Regions from separate parts of the Mus musculus genome. Here region 2 is linked to region 1. The links are chromatin contacts, called in public HiChIP or PLAC-seq maps. All regions are on one chromosome and are shown on one strand. Each heading gives the region's core, a stretch centred on a gene start, on an enhancer-like site or on the middle of the called end of the contact. The rest is flanking DNA. Distances are from core to core; before and after follow the strand shown.

Evidence for each region. HiChIP or PLAC-seq counts read pairs in DNA pulled down with a chosen protein or histone mark.
Region 2: an RNA polymerase II HiChIP or PLAC-seq map of embryonic stem cells shows a contact between it and region 1, with 22 read pairs. The contact joins the promoter of 4930447C04Rik here to the enhancer-like site in region 1. A contact is called at or near these places in 7 of 484 Hi-C or Micro-C datasets (bone marrow-derived DN2 thymocytes, embryonic stem cells and nephron progenitors), 8 of 115 datasets of contacts at active chromatin or transcription factors (craniofacial prominence, embryonic limb bud and embryonic stem cells) and 2 of 9 other capture datasets (adipose tissue and pancreatic islet).

Annotation. Positions count from the first base shown.
Region 1 is chr12:72,852,846-72,856,259 of GRCm38.p6, reverse strand. No RefSeq gene overlaps it. Among named protein-coding and RNA genes, the nearest start is that of Gm40441, 10 kb to the right of the region's middle. Within about 2 kb of position 1,744, at least 18 of the 459 cell types and tissues checked have an H3K27ac peak or open chromatin away from gene starts, as enhancers often do. A contact at or near this core is called in craniofacial prominence and embryonic stem cells, where this site is marked.
Region 2 is chr12:72,916,182-72,919,595 of GRCm38.p6, reverse strand. It overlaps 4930447C04Rik (RIKEN cDNA 4930447C04 gene), which reads left to right and starts at 1,831. Exons shown (of 18, transcript NM_029444.2): 1 at 1,831-1,888; 2 at 2,717-2,773; 3 at 2,866-2,922. The coding sequence starts at 2,725.

The DNA.
Region 1 (3,414 bases), core at 495-2,994:
ACGAATGAGGCGTTACCTCCACACCGGTGTGATCTCACCTCCATCACCACACAGGAGCAGACTTACTGCACATTCACAGACAGTGCATTCAAGAGTCAAAGGCAAAGAATTAACACCTGCAGAAAGGATGCAAACCAGGCCATCACATTAAAGAGTATAAATTGATCAAATGAGAATGTAGTAAATGACATCCTAATGGCCCTTATTCTGGCTTCCTAATTCTCTGTGCGCACGAAGCTTTTATGCACTGCTGAAGTACAGCCATCGCAACCTCCGACTAGCCCCAGTTAGTTTAATTATAGCCTAATGCTCTCCAAATGTGCCTAGCATAAAAGCCCATAGCGCTGCCTTGCCTTCATTTGAAAGGATGAGATTGAGCACTTTTTAAAACAAAACTTTAATATAACCCTACAGAGCGTACAAAATATACACTCTTGGGGGAGGGGGAAAGTGTCCTTACCCTGTCTTTGGCAAAGTTACCAGATAGAATCTGCAAAACTAAAGTCCCTACAAGAGGCTACATATTTACAAACCCCTGAGGGCACACAGGTTGGCTTTAGCTCGCAGCAGTGATGACTTCATTGTGCTGTCAATAGAACAACTGATAAAGACTAATTGTAACTGCTCTGCATATGTTAGGTCATTTAATCTTACATGAGGCACAAAAACCACAACAAGACAGATACCATTATCTCTGTTTTAATGATGAAGAGACCAAAGGGAGATTAAATTACCTCGGGTCAAGCAATCCATAAGTGGTATGGGTGAGATTTGAATGCATCCAATGTGAGTTTGCCTCCAGATGACGTCTTTTAATCACATAATTGACTGTATAGATATAGAACGGTTAATAAGGTTCTTAAATTATGCCTTAGCACACACAATGTCCAGGAAGGTCAGATAGCCAGGTATGGAGCCATTTAGTCAGGAGTAGTGTCAGAAGTGAGCCCAGACCCGAAGCCACTTTAGCTCTCCCTCTGAAAGAGTATTCGCTAAGACCGAGCTGCCCTGGATGCGACTTGAATCGGTTTTTTTTGCATGCTCTCTACTCATCTGCATCCAAGTTCAGCTAAAGACGATCACAGAGGATATGCCTCGCACAGATATTGTAAGGGATGCATTTGTTTTAGGCTGAACAATTATATGAGCCTCTAAGGAGGGGGGGGAGCATTTTTTTAATGTTGATATATGCCACTAAGAGGAATTTAAAGTCACCAAGAACACTTCAATTACTTCAGCACTTGCAAACAGCAGAGTTAATGAAAAGCAAGCGTATTTTCTCAGGATCTGGTTTTTTGTTGTTGTTGTTGTTCAGATTAGCAAAAGAACCCCTGAAACCCTCACAGGAAGTGAGGCAATAGCGACTGGGCCGACTTCATCTCCCTGTTGCACCGCAGAATGTTGCGCCTCGTGTGACCCTAATGGAGGGAAAATAGTTTTGTTATTTGAGCGTAAAGACTAAATAATGATAAATCGGTTGCCTGAAGTGCAGAAACAAATGGGTGTGTGGCATTAACAGAGTTAATTGTAGATGCAGATTAAAAGGCAAGATTAAGTAGTGGAAGAAAAGCAGAGTCACCTTCGGCCCAGACCCGCCAAGCAGAGGCGGTCAGTCACCTAGCAACAAGTTTCCTTTCCCCGCTGCGCTCTTTAATTCGGCAAATCTGCTCAGGGTGGCGGGCTGTTCTCCTGACAAAACGCATTATGTAGGAGACGGAGGGATACAAAACTCCAGTGAACACCGCACTCTGCTCGCTATTGACCACTGATCCTTTCTCTCAATCCACAAAAGAGGCTCACATAATGCCCTGAAAGGAGAAGAGTCTCCACAGAGAAAACATTTGCTTGTAATTGAGATTGACTACATAATGAAAATGATGTTCTTTTTTAAAATTCTGCTTGTTGAGGCCACACTTTTTGTCTCCGAGCACTCAAAACATATCCCTGCTGGGAAAAGGGGCAAACATTGTAAAAACTCAAAACTGTGATTTTTTCCCTCCCCCCTTTGCATTGAAAACGCCCATTCTGTAACAAAATGGCCAGGTCTCTCTCCTTAGAACTTAAACAAGTGCTAAGAAGGTAAACAGGAAAACTTCTATTCAGCGGTGCTGTCGAGTTTGCTGGCTTTGCATGCTCATTGATTTGCACAACAACTGGACGGAACTGGATGGGAAATTGGATTTCTTGATTGTGTCCTCTGTGGGGAGACTGTACATTGCTGGACAAAACTCAGCCGGCATTTAAAACGCGTGGCTTTTAAACACCCGTTAAAATTTTCACCTGGCTGAGAAGAAGCAAGAACCACGAGAAAGTAAAAATAGTCTCTGTCTGGAAGCCGCGAAGCTAACGGGTGATTTCCCATCAAAAGGATGGGGTTGGGCGGGCTCTTTGTGAGGCTGGCACAGAAGAACAGCAGCCTGGTTGTAGCCATACCAATAGACCTATCAATTCTGAAATAACGTGGAAATTATGCTTAATTGGGAGACAGTCATATTTCCTATTTCAAGGATTTTTTTCGGGCAAAGCGACTTTCATAAACAAGTGAGCACTCTGAGGGCACCTGCATTCAACACTCCTCTGCTGCCAGTCTCCATTCTAGAGGCCAAGGATGCAAGCATGGAACATAGATGGTCCTTCAAAGACAAACAGGAGTGGAGTGTTTGTATAGAAACTGCTGTGGGGACTGGGAGAACAGCCACCCAGAGCATCGGTTCTCAACCTTCTTCATGCTGAGACCCTTTAATACCATTTCTCAAGTTATAGTGACCTCCAGCCTTAACATTATTTTCATTGCTGTTTCATAACTGAAATGTTGCCACTGTTATGAATCATAATGTAAATAAATATATGATATGCAGGGTATCTGGGGGTCACAATCCACTTGTTGAGAACTGCTGGCCTAGCGTCACGTGCAGTCTGATGGGAGAAGTGTTTGCTCCATATTTCTGCAAAAAGGAAGACAATAAGCCAGCCAGCCCCTTACCTAAAGAAAATGTGGTTAGTGACTGTCTCGGAGAGAGGGAAACCCTTAGCTGAGAGAACGCCACAGCATTCTTAAAAGAGAAAGCCATAGTGCTTCAAGTGGCAGACAGCGGCCTCAGACTGTGTGAGTTGGAGTCTGGAGAAGTATTTAAGCCTTAAAGGGAGTGTGGAAATACTGACAGACCTTACTGTGGAACAATTGAGCTTGCAATGGCATTAGCAGATAACTTGGTAACTTTTATCTTCTCTTCCTTTAAAAAAAGCCTTGGGAAATGAAGAGATGCCAATTCCCTATCGTGAGCTACCATTTTAAATATATGATTGGTATCATACTATGCTTTAACAACAGCAACAACCACAAAAAAAGAAAAAAAATTAAAATTAAAATTAAAACAATAAAATCCCTGATCGGGAGATGACACACAGAAGATT
Region 2 (3,414 bases), core at 582-3,081, 63 kb before region 1:
TTTTATAAGAAAAAAAAAAAAAAGAAGTTGCAATAATAGAGGGCAGCTCAGAGGTGGCTGAGGATTAGGGGAGATAGGAGATGGGGGGGGTGGAGTTTTAATCAGAGGGCATGTAATTTCAGTGAGGCAGGATGAAAAAATTCTGGAAAACTAGTATGCACCATGGTGACCATAGTCAATACTGTATTTTGTACTTGACACCTGGTAAGACAGTAGGTCTTAAGTGACCTCACCAACTACACAAATGATCATTGTATGAGGTGGTGGGTATGCTCATAAATTGATTTCTTTTCAGTCTTTCCTAATTATTATGGCTTGTGCATACTTTGGATGGCTTCCCTCAAGGCTTCCGGTGCTGGAATTTAATCCCCATTTTGAGATATTAAGGCAGTAGGCATTTACCCTAACTCTAGTGTTCAGAAGTGGGGACTTTGGGGCGAGATTAGAATTAGATATAGTCACTAGAATGGGACCTTCATAACTGAATGTTGATAGATTGTAAAAAGAAGATGAGGGACCAGAAGAGACCCAGTACACATGGTTGATTGATATCTTGTGGTGTGATGCCTTGCACTGCGTTGGGACTTTATTGCCGAAAGAGTTATCACCAGATGTGGCCCCTCAGCCTTGGACCTCAGGAAGTATGAGCCAAAACACATGTCATTAGAACAAAGTTAGTAGTCCGTAGATTTTAGCAATAGACAGCGAATACATTAATGCGTTCAAGTTTCTATGTTACACACTGTAAATATATTCAAATTTGTATCTATATACAAATTGTAAATATATACAAATAAATTGTAAGTTACACTTTGGTAAACCTGGAAAAATAGATTCTCACATACACAGAAAAAAGAATAAAATTTCTAAACTCTTATATCATCAAAACTTATTAGCCTTGATGGTTTGGTATCATTAATACCAGTGAGTAATATAACGGGTTATAATAAAATTGATTATGTGTGTGTGTGCGTAATTTGAGAGATTTGAGAAAAATGCTGGATGCTTTTTTTTTAATTTAATTAATTTATGACAACACTTGTTGAGATGAGTTAGGATGATAATAGTACCATTTCCATTAGAAACATAGAACTGAGAAATGGCATAGCTCAATCAGTTCAGTCCCCATTACTAGTCGATTAAAAAATAAAAATAGACCCAATTTAGGGAATTTTTTTTTTCCTTCTGTATGTTCGCTTTGGATACACAAAGTTCAAATGCATAAATTACCTAGGGACAGTAGTTTTAAAAAGAAATTTTGTTTTTCTTGTGTTAATGTCCATTTTAGTGCTGATTTTCAAGCCATTTTGTTAGTGAGGCGAGGGTAGTGTTTGAAGAAAACTAGCCTGAAGAAAGCCGTTCCTGCCGGGCGTGGTTGCGCACACCTTTGATTCCAGCACTTGGGAGGCAGAGGCAGGCAGATCTCTAAATTCGAGGCCAGCCTGGTCTACAGAGTGAGTTCCAGGACAGCCAGGGCTACACAGAGAAACCCTGTCTCGAAAAACCAAAAAAGACAAAAGAAAAAAGAACGCCAGCCGTTTCTTCTGGCACCGCTTTCTGCATCCAGCACCCATTTTGGGATTTTTTTGACCGCTCCACCTGGGGGAGCGCCCCCCCCCCACCCCGCGTCAATGTGATCTCGCGAGAACTGTGGCCTACCACGTGGTGCGCGGGGTCTCTCAAGGCCCCAGCCAAAGGGCTTAGACTCTTAAACCTCAGAAGGTCTGGTGGTGTTCCCAGAACCCCGCCCTGGGGACCCGGGGACCAGCGGATGTCCGGGGACCCGTGGGGACCCGTAGGGACCTGTTAGGTGGGCCGGGGAGGGGAGGGGACGCTGGTGGAAGAGCGGTCTGAGGAGAAAGCTGCGGGTCTGAGGAGGAGGCAGCAGGTCTGAGGAGAGGGCAGCGGGTCTGAGGAGGAGGCAGCGGGTCTGAGGAGAAGGCGGCGGGTCTGAGGAGAAGGCGGCGGGTCTGAGGAGGAGGCAGCGGGTCTGAGGAGAGGGCGGCGGGTCTGAGGAGAGGGCGGCGGGTCTGAGGAGGAGGCAGCGGGTCTGAGGAGGAGGCAGCGGGTCTGAGGAGAGGGCAGCGGGTCTGAGGAGAAGGCAGCAGGTCTGAAGAGGCCGCCGCGCTCCACAGAGCCACGTGCCAGGGCCTGGCGCCAGGGACCAGGGCCTCCGCTGAGGGGAGCATCTGCGGAAGGGGCCATGCCCTTGGGCGGATTCCTGGCATGAATGCAGGAGTGGGGATGCGAAACCAGCCTGGGGCGGGCGGGGCTAGGACTGAGAGCTGTGGAAAACCTTAAAAAGCAAAAGAAAACAAAACACATGGCGGTCACTCGTCAACTTACACCATTTCTCTAGAGCCCCTTCCACGAAGGGCGCTAAGAGTTCCCCTACAGTTGACGCATAAGTTTTGGAATAGATCATAAGAAATCTAGATGTCTGGGTTCTAGTCGTTCAAAAACTCAACAGCAGTCACGAAGGAAAACTTCTAGAACTTTCCGTCTTGCGGAGCCCTTTGGGTATCCACTCAGTTGTTTATCTGGGCTCTGGAAGCGCTGGCTGGGAATTCAGCAGCTAATTGGAAGAGACTCCCTTCTCACCATGTCTTAATCCACTTACATTTTCCTTTTAAGAATGCTATACTAGAAAGGTTCTTACTTTATGTATGCTCTTTTATATATGGCTTCTGAAAGTTTTATTATTTATTTTACACAGTGTCCAAGATGAATGATAATCTGTTTGTCAGTTTGGACAGGCTTTTGTTGGAATTTGGTAGGTATAAAATGAAAATAAAGAAGAAATAGTAATTTGTATTAACATTTGACATTTAACCATGAAGAAAAATCTCAAATGTTTATTTTTAGTTTTCCAGTATGAGCAAGACATAAGTATTAAAGAAGATACGATTCAAAGAATTAATAGTAAGTAGTTTTGCATGAAATAAATATTTTAGTCTTTTGGTTTTATCTTATATAGCATAGTGCATAATTAAACTGCTTAGGGCAACTTGTATGTATGAGAGGGGGGTCTTTCTTTTGAGTAATGATGAGCTATTTATTTTAGGAGTGAATAATTGAAACAGTATTATAACAATGTTTGTATTCAACATCATTTTGTAAAGAATTTCTCAGAAATAGTCCCTTACATAAGCTCTTTTACCTTTCAAGTAAGAGTCATTTCAAATATTGGAATTTTTTTTTTCTAGAAATAATAAAAATCAGAGGTTGGCAAGTGGCACATTATCAGGAAGAATGATTCTTAAAAATAATAAGTAAAATAGCAGGGTAAATTAAATAAAATGGTTCAGTTCTAATTTTAGTTTTGAAAACAGAACTGTTAACTTTTTAGTATTAGTATTCTTTAGTATTATTATTAGTGTTCCTTAGTATTCTAAAAATGTTATTCTTCTGAAA